Linked DNA regions of Triticum aestivum: region 1 is linked to region 2. A link is a contact called in public Hi-C data. All regions are on one chromosome and are shown on one strand. The core of a region is the stretch at or near the end of the contact, and the rest is flanking DNA. Distances in the headings are between cores, read along the strand shown. Region 1 holds the start of LOC123157189 (tyrosine--tRNA ligase 1, cytoplasmic). Region 2 holds the start of LOC123157702 (small nuclear ribonucleoprotein E).

Region 1 (4,733 bases), core at 324-2,823, 410 kb before region 2:
CACACAGTTTTATGTATAGCGTCGTGTGTGATAAATGTACCGGTCACACACGCTTTGCCTCCGTTAACCGTTTGCTTTATTCAACTATATCACACACGATTTGGTGAAGAAAATTGTGTGCCATTGGGCTATCCATCACAACCGCTTTTACTGCTAGAATCATTTGCAAAGTTCCGTGACCCATTTAGCAGGTTTATTAGTGAAAGGATTGATAAGAGGTGTCTAGAAGAGGGGGGGGGGGGAGGGGAGGGGTGATTAGACACTTCAACAAGCAAAGGTAGCATAGAACTAAAGAGGCCCTTAGTGCCTTCATTGCCTTATTTGTACACTCTTTAGCCTAACGTGTGTACTCTCCTTTGGCTTGCTCACCCCCACACTAGGGGGTAAAGATGGCAACACCCCCCCCCCCCCCCCCAATTTGTACATGAGATGTAACTATGTACACCACCCCATATATATATATATATATATATATATATATGTATATATATATATATATATATATGGAAACACAGTAGGAGCCTCTCCTACTGTCTAGTTCCTCAAAATAAAACAAGCAAAGGTAGCAGTTTTTAAGTTCTTCAAGTTGAGGTTGGAGATTAGCACAATTTTAAGCATTCACAATACATTTCAAGCAAGCATGGCAAAAGTATATGAGCAGCGGAAAGTAAAGGATGCAATTTGCAAGAAAGTAAAGGGATGTGATTGGAGTGTGCAAATGCAATTGGAGACATGGAGATTTTTGACGTGGTTCTGATAGGTGGTGCTATCGTACTTCCACGTTGGTGAAGACTTCAACCCACGAAGGGTAATGGTTGCATGGGTCCACGAAGGGCTCCATCCACGAAGGGTCCACGAAGAAGCAACATTGTCTATCCCACCATGACCATCACCCATGAAGGACTTGCCTCACTTGGGTAGATCCCACGAAGTAGGCGATCTCCTTGCCCTTACAAACTCCTTGGTTCAACTCCACAATTTTGATGGAGGCTCCCAAGTAAAACTTAACCAATTTAGGAGACACCACTCTCCAAAAGGTAATAGATGATGTGTTGATGATGAACTCCTTACTCTTGTGCTTCAAATGATAGTCTCCCCAACACTCAACTCTCTCTCACAGATTTGGATATGGTGGAAAGATAATTTGAAACAACTTGAGAAAGGCTAGAGATCAAGATTCTTTGTGCTAGGACTGAAATGTCTTGGTCTCAACACATGAGTAGGTGATTCTCTCTCAAAAAATGAGTAGTGAAAGTATAGACACGTTCTGATGGCTCTCACCCAAATTGGGAAGGGGGTGGAGGCCATACATGAGTAGGTTGTTCTCTCTCAAAAAATGAGTTGGTTAGACTTCATTGGCATGCCAAAAAATTAACAATCATCTAAACAAAGACCAATCTTTGGGTCATAATTAAAATTTTGGTAACGTGCATTCGGGCCACAATCCAAACACACCCATATCTTATGATTCTGAGGAAAGACAGCCCATGTTTGGCTTAGGCCCACGTAAACGGCCACACTGACGTACGGGCCACGTTTTTTGTCTTTCAGGGAACGTACGGACCACGTCTTTGTGACCCCCGTCTGCGCAGAACTAGGAGATCCATCTCTCGATCTGAGCCGCGTAAAACCCTAGCCGTCTCCAAATCAGTCACCCGCCACCGCCGCCACCTCCATGGACACTTCCCTGGCTGCCGCCGCTGTCACCGCAGAGGCCTCCGCCCCCGCCGCCGCATCAACGGAACCTTCCGCGGCTCCTGATGCCTCCCCCGCAGCCTCCTCCTCCTCCGCTGCCGGCGCCGGCGCCGAAGACCTCGCGGGGGGCGTGGCGGCATTGAGCCTGGACGAGCGGTTCGACTTGCTGATGAGCATAGGCGAGGAGTGCATTCAGCCCGACGAGCTTAAGCGGCTGCTGCAGAACAAGCCCGTCCCTATCTGCTACGACGGGTTCGAGCCCTCCGGCCGCATGCACATTGCCCAGGTTCGACGGAAACTTCCCGCCTTCCCATCTAATAACTTCGGATCGAATGTGCGACTCGGTCACGAGCATCCAGTAGCATACCTTCTGTTTCCAGGAAGAGTTCTTGGACAGGAATTTCGGATTTCAACCAACATCGTTACCAAAGTTATGAGTGCAGTATGACTATTATGTGTGCTGTTACCTGTTCTGGTGGTGTTATCATGTTCATGTTGTGATATGTGTCTACAGTCGTACTCTAGGTCTTTGTTGACCAGCTAACTTAGCATGTATCACCTAGGTGGATGCTTACACTAGATGTATGCCTAGCCTACTTATTTCTGGTATCATAAAACTACGGAGTAGTTGAATTTTGATTTTTTTAGCTCTTAATCATATGTGCAATTGTGCATCAGATTGGTTAAATAGCATGTGCTGATTATGGATGATTGAGTGGTTATATTTGTGCTAGTAGTTTTTGGTTAAACTTCTTAAGTCTTTGAAGAATAAGAAACCAAAAGAAAAGTGTTAGTTCAGAGAACAAAGAGTGTGCAAAATAAGAGCATAAATAAAACTAGAAAGAAGTGGCAACAAAAGCTCCTGAAAATAAGGAGCACTATCCTAGTAGGCTGTGGAGCACCAGTAGGTTGTGGTTATAATACCTAGCCTTGATTTATCCAGCTCTGTCAAACTAGAAAGATTAGTGAGCTTACCGCTTCCATATTTCATTGCTTTGTTGTTCCATATGATTAATAATAAGAATGAAATATCCTAGTATAAATGTTAATCTTACACGTGCCTTTAGCAATTCTTGATGTGCTTCCACAATTATTATGATGCCAGTACTACACATTGTGAAAATGTTTACTTTAGTGATGCATGAGACCAATATGCGCAAACTGTCAGATTGCAAGGCCTGATAGGACTTGCTGGTGATAGACATTCTCATGTATTGTATTCACAGGGTGTTGTGAAGACAATTAATGTTAACAAGATGATCAGAGCGGGATGCAAAGTGAAAATCTGGATAGCAGACTGGTTTGCACAGCTAAACAACAAAATGGGTGGCGATCTGAAAAAAATCCAGACTGTCGGGCGCTACATGATTGAAATATGGAAAGCAGCTGGTATGAACCTTGATGGCGTTGAATTCTTATGGTCTTCAGAGGAAATTAATAGGCGTGCAAATGAATACTGGCCACTTGTAATGGACATTGGCAGGAAAAATAATATCAAAAGAATAACGAGGTACGGCCATTTAGATTGCATATGCATCTAGATGATTCTTGACTTCCAAAGTTTGAACTCAAATAATTATTTAGCTATCTCATTTTTCCTTACTAAACAGGTGTTGTACGATTATGGGTCGCTCTGACAATGAGGAATTGACTGCTGCACAGATCTTCTATCCTTGCATGCAGTGTGCTGATATATTCTTCCTGAAGGTTAGTATATTTATATTGCAGACATCCCTCTGTAAAATTGAAGTTTAACTATTCACATAATTTAAGAGTTATTGATATTTTTTTATTTCACTCGGTATTGTAGGGTGGTATACCTTTATTCTAGATTTCTAGATTGTCATTGATTCTCTCTAATCTGTTTCTGTTTGTAGGCTGACATATGCCAGTTGGGTATGGACCAAAGGAAGGTTAACATGTTAGCAAGGGAATATTGCGATGACATCAAAAGGAAAAACAAGCCAATTATTCTGTCACATCGTATCCTTATCTGCCACTGCTGTGTTGTTTATTTTTTTTCTGCAGTGTGTTTTGTCTTAATATATTGATATATGTGTCTCGGTGGTTATGTCGTTAGAATTCCTTTGTAGTGTGTCATTGCCAGGTTGTATAAAAAAATTTGTTCCTTAACATGAATTACAGATATGCTCCCCGGTTTCAAAGAAGGCCAGGAGAAGATGTCAAAGAGTGATCCAACATCGGCTATCTTTATGGAAGATGATGAGGTTCTCAAATTTTTCTCTTCATGAACCTTTATTTATTTCAAAAGCTTATGCCACCTAATCACTCCATACAACCTCATCCAGAGATATATGAATGTTGAAAGATATTACTCGGCTAGGATATTGTAGGGTATGGTCCTTGTCTGCCATGCAAGAAAATGAAGCCCTTACCACCATATTTGGATGTTAAGTTTGGCTATTTTAAAATTACTTTTTACTCTTGATATGGGTAGACATGTTTCTAGTATTTTTAGAAGTTTCTACTACTTTAGTCTGGTCTGCACTGTGTTCATCATTTGCTTAGAACTTGTCGTTCAATTGATCTTGTAGATGGCATGTGGTCATGATATTATCAATTTATCAAGCTGGAATTTATAGAGCTGTAACAAAATTTATTGCAGGCTCAGGTAAATTTGAAGATAAAGCAAGCTTTCTGTCCCCCGAAAATTGTTGATAAAAATCCGTGCCTGGAGTACATCCAGTACATCGTTTTCCCTTGGTTTGACAAGTTTGAGGTTGTCCGCAAAGAAAACAATGGCGGTAACAAGTAATATTCTTTTCTTGGACTTACTAAAAATTTGAAAATCTTATCTGTGTTGGTTGAATAAACACACACACCTTAGTTTATCTCTGTTGAAAGTTGTGTACTATTGATTTTTTTTGTTTGGAGTTATAACCATGCTTGCTTTTAAACAGGACATTTTTAACCATGGATGAACTTGTTGCTGATTATGAAGCGGGTGATTTGCATCCTGCCGACGTTAAACCTGCTTTGGCGAAAGCGATCAATGAAATATTGAAGGTAATAGTTTT
Region 2 (5,016 bases), core at 2,344-4,843:
TTCATGGATATGTGTGTTAACAGGTCAATGTCACAAAGTACTACAGTAGCCTGTAATTATTATTGCTTATGTTAGTTATCTTTGTGGCAATAACGTTTTTCTACGGCACAGGACTAGAACTAGGCATGGATGCTGTGCGACTGATTTGACCGGTGAGGCTAATTACTCACCATCTCTGATGTGAGTTAGCTCAAGCTCTAGCCTCCCTTTCTCCTTCTATTTTTGCTTAGATGGATAGCAATCCATCTATAGGTGAATTGACTAAACAAACAAGAGAGAGGACGATCTTTATTACCTTTGTACGAATTCTAGTCCTATTTCATGGAGTAGAGTCTAATGGAAACCTCATTCTCACACACCGATTACAAATTTGACGTGGATCGCATTGAACAGATCAGTTAATCATGCAATTTGCAGAGTACTGGAAATTTTAAAAATCAGTGTCTTCTTTTTGGTAACTTGAATGGCACCTCTTGAAATGGATTTTAGGTAGTGGGAAGATTGGAAACAAGGATTTCATAAGATGCAAGACTTTCGGATGAATTTTGTACGATTTTCACATGACATAGTTCGGTTTCTGCCATAGTCCGGAATGCTAAAATGCCCGAAGCCTGGAAGCGCCGACGCCCGATCGCGGAACTTTAATAGTGCATAGCACAAGCCTCTTTGGTCTTAAAACATCGCCACTAATTTCTAACACTAACCTCTAGGGGCACCATTAGTGGACTAAACTAAAGGTGATTATGGTTAATGAGGCCCATCAGAGGTGCTTGATTTAGGGGACCACTGTAGCAGCCGGGGACCTTTTTGTCAAAGCAGATTACGAAATGATTAGCACATAGCTTGAGTAAGGAGCAACACCAGGGCCAACACTGTTGAGGACGAGGGCCTACACTGATAGCCACTATCTCCATAATACAAAATAAAAACCGCGAGAAATCGATTCGATTTCAGCTGCTAGAGGGAGGAGGGAGCCTTTGAACACACACTGTGTGCTTAGTGCTCTGTATCACTGGTTGGTTAGGCTAAGCTAGTCCGGGAAGGTTAAGATGTCACCCTTTCTTGTAATGCAGTCCACTCTGCTTCCTTCTTCTTTGCTTGGCCCCATTTGCCACCATTGGGGCTCTCTTTGCAGCTTCCCCTTAGGGCAATGTGGCCCTCTACTGCTACTGCTAGCTAGCAGGGGCACCAGTGCCAATCAATCACTCTCTCCTATTCATACAACTTACTTTTTGTCAAGTGGTTTACTTTGTTTCATTTCATTTGAAACAAATTCAGAGTTCCTCATTTCATTTCACACGGACAGATCGATGAGAAAGTACCCGAAATAAATGAATACAGTCAGAACCTCATGGTCGTTTACGTGGATCAAATGCAACGGTTGAATTGCTTGCCTTGTCCTTGTTATGTTTTGCTTCTAGATGAACTGGTTGGTGTAGGACTAGATATGGACAATCTCGGCCATCTCATTGTGTTTGAAAAAAGAAAAAACTCAACATCTTGCTGCCTGCATGCCTTGATCACTCATTTAATCGCCTCACACTGTTGATTACCACTATCTAAAAAGTATGTACATACTGCTCATAGATGCTACACTGATCAGTAGCAACTGTGGAAGTGGCACATGGAGCTCTGTAGCAGAGATGAACAGCTCGCTGATCCCCTGAGCTGCAACTGCAAGCAATGACACTCTCTTTTTGTCTGTTAAGTGGGGCTGCACACCATGTACAAGCCCACACTGACTATCACAGATCAAGGTTGCTACATGCCAATACCATCCACGTCAATGGCTGTCATGGCACGAGCATGTATATATGCGGCTTCTTCTGTAAGCGAGCTGTAAAAGCTCGGTTAAATAGATTACAACTTTTCATACCTTTTTTGCGAGAAAGTTGGGAGTTGGGAAGCACACGTTGTACCACGAAAAGGCAGGGTTTTTGAAAGGTCGAAAGCTATTCTTCACTGGAACGAGCGGCGTCGGTACCGGTATAGGCATGCAGCATCCAGCATGTATATGACGGTAGAGACAGCTGCTGTGCCGTCCCCAAACGATTTTCACATCGCAGTATTGCATGGAGACAGGTCAAGCAACTACATGTACGATGCCATTGCATTTGCCTCTAAACTTGTCTTCGACTCCAACCCTTTGCTCAATTGAGATGATTCACGCCAGCAATTATTTGATCAAAATGTATGTCAATTGTCAAAGACAACTTTAGTCGTGGTCGAAATGCTAATGAAACCATCTCACGCCTTCATGGCTTGTTTGAGGAACCGGGTGAACTTTTAAACATAATTTGTGTTATCTTTTTTTCGAAAAGGTCCGGCCTCTGCAACAAGGGATGCACACAATTATTATTGTTATATTATTCAACAGGCCCCGACAAAATAAGTGCATGGATTAACCCAAAAGGTACTTGCATGGCAACTAGGGTCGCTACCCCTACAAACTTGATGATGTGCTCTGACCTCGCATCAACACACATCATCTAATCCGGCAACAGAGCACAAACCAATCTAGCAGACCCTCTACGCGCACCGAATGAGCACACTCTAAAATCAGCCGCCATCTTCTTCCGCCATCATATACATGAGTAGAAGTGCTTTCCACACCCAAAATAAATAAATGAAATAAGAATACATGAGTTGTAGTTGAGAGCAGCAATTTGGTGCCCAGTCTCATCTGCACCCCCGATGAAGAAAAAAATATCAAAAGACACTAGAAAAATAAAATAAAAATCTAATTCTTTTGCATGGTAGATAATTTGGTGCGTGATGTGCACTCCAACTTTCAGATCATTTGGATATCTGGGTAGCTTTTGGCAAAAAGACAAATTTGGGGTATGTAAAAATATTATATTTCATGTACTGTTCTGACACAAATTGCCTTTTTTGCTGAGCACTACTCGTATGTCCAAATTGTCTGGAATTTGGAGCGTGTCTCAAGCACCAAATTATCTATCATGCAAAAAATGGATTTTTTTAATTTGTTTGAATTTTTTCTTGACCGGGTGTAAATGTGCATGGGCTCAGAAATGGATATTCGAGTAGTAGTTTCCTTTTTATTATGGAAAAGTATCTATTATTTTCTAACGATTTGTTACGACTAGTGTCGCCGGCAATTTCTGGTCTACATCAACGACTTTTCGACCGCTACATCTACAAGCTCCTAGATTTAAACAAGTTTGTTCTGCCGAGGTGGAGACCCATAGGCGCAAACGAGTTTTGCTCACGGCAAGGAAGAAGACTACGGCATCCCAAGGATTTGAATGTATTTTTCAATTTCTGTAAGAGTTTTTGTTAGGGTATGTGCTATTTAATATACGGCCTTTGGCCTTTCTACAAAAAAAATATTTTTTTTGATGATTTTTGTGATATATTACTAGACTTTTCATTTTGGCAGCATAGTACCAAAGTTTTTGAAACTTTTAGCGTACAACGGGACATGTTCTTGGAAAGGCCTAAATTGTTTTTTTCAGGGAATGGAAAGGCCTTAATGAAATCGCCGCCAAGATAGCGAGCCCAGCCCAGCGCGGGGCGGCCTAGCCCAAACAGATCCTCTGATCCGGACCCTTCGTCGGAAGCCTTGCACCAATCTTGAGGCACCCCCGCTGCCGCCTCTTCTCGCGCGCCGTGCGAAAACAAAACCCTGCCGTCTCCCTCTTCCCCCGCGGCGTATCTAGGGTTTTTTTACCTCCGCGCTCCGCCTGCCCACACGCGGTTCCGTCCAGAAGCTTCTAGACACTTCCAGTCGGAGGAGGAGCTCACGCCGCAGCAGCAGCCATGGCGTCCACCAAAGTCCAGCGTATCATGACCCAGCCCATCGTACGCTCCCCTATCCCCTCCTGTGCATATGCTCTCCTCCTCTTTTTGCATCTGTTTCCTAACGTTTTGGCGCTTTTGTTTCCCGCTGCTGCGATGGTTGGCGAATCCTTGGTGCGCGACGGCAGAACCTCATCTTTCGGTTCCTCCAGAGCGTAAGTGTTGGCTGAGGAGAAATAACAATTCGTCCACTTTTTTCCGCCTTACGTTTTAGGGTTGCGGACGGTTGGCTTGAGCTAATATGGTTCTAATTTTGGTGCAGAAAGCGCGCATCCAGATCTGGCTTTTCGAGCAGAAGGATATGCGGATCGAGGGTCGTATCATCGTAAGTTCCTACACCGATTTCTTGTTCAAATTGATAGAATTTAGCCTTACCAATCCCTCTGTGGTCGTACGCATGTGTGTTAAGTGTAATGTTACTGTGTATCTGCATACCATGTGGCTTTGAGGGTAAATTATTTCCATGTATTACTTGTGTCTAAGCAAGTGGGCGTGAATTGATTAATACTCTAATATAATGAACCGATAACTTAGCAGAACACATCTGTTGTTTGTTTTGTTAAAGGCCAACATGAAAATGTGTTGGCATCTTTTTCTCAAGAATTGGTAAACACTTGCAAACAAATCTGCATGCTCAACAGGAAAGTATTAATTAAGTGCCAAGTCGTGATGCCCCCCCACCCCCAATAGCTAGGTAATAGATCGGTTTTCCTCTTGCCTGTTCAAGAGGGACATAATCTAGTTTCAAGCCTTACTTTTTCAGTGTATATCTTTGTAACACTGAAACCAACCCTAATCGTCACCTTTAAAATCAAGGAGCAAGTAGTTATTTGGTTCCTTGTGGAACCACGAACAAGTAATAGCACTATCCATGTGCCCAGTCAGAACTTCACCATAGTAGATACTGAGGTGTTTGCAGAAGATATTTTCTTGATGTGTTCCTTTTGGGACCATAGTGGTCATGGGCATTGTTTTTTGAGTTTTGAAGATCATCGGTGTATGTTTGTGGTAATTTGATTGCAATGCAGACAAGGAAAGAGTGGTTGGTGGTGGATGTTAACCACTAGTGTGCGTACCTAGTCAATGATACAATAGTTTTTATCCTTAGAAGTTAGCTTGTCATAACTTTTTGCTCTGAGTTCAGGACCTTCCCATTGTAACTTGCTGTTAGTCAAACATTTGTGTTTGGTGTGT

The links. Hi-C and Micro-C count contacts between places; a contact is called where the count stands out from the background.
Region 1: a Hi-C map of leaf shows a contact between it and region 2, with 5 times the contacts expected there. The contact joins the promoter of LOC123157189 here to the promoter of LOC123157702 in region 2. A contact is called at or near these places in 2 of 5 Hi-C or Micro-C datasets (both in leaf).

The regions. Positions count from the first base shown.
Region 1 is chr7B:379,663,852-379,668,584 of IWGSC CS RefSeq v2.1, reverse strand. It overlaps LOC123157189 (tyrosine--tRNA ligase 1, cytoplasmic), which reads left to right and starts at 1,573. Exons shown (of 9, transcript XM_044575444.1): 1 at 1,573-1,981; 2 at 2,922-3,205; 3 at 3,306-3,402; 4 at 3,573-3,678; 5 at 3,841-3,923; 6 at 4,322-4,467; 7 at 4,617-4,722. The coding sequence starts at 1,676.
Region 2 is chr7B:379,259,943-379,264,958 of IWGSC CS RefSeq v2.1, reverse strand. It overlaps LOC123157702 (small nuclear ribonucleoprotein E), which reads left to right and starts at 3,593. Exons shown (of 6, transcript XM_044575938.1): 1 at 3,593-3,825; 2 at 3,951-3,977; 3 at 4,085-4,147. The coding sequence starts at 3,784.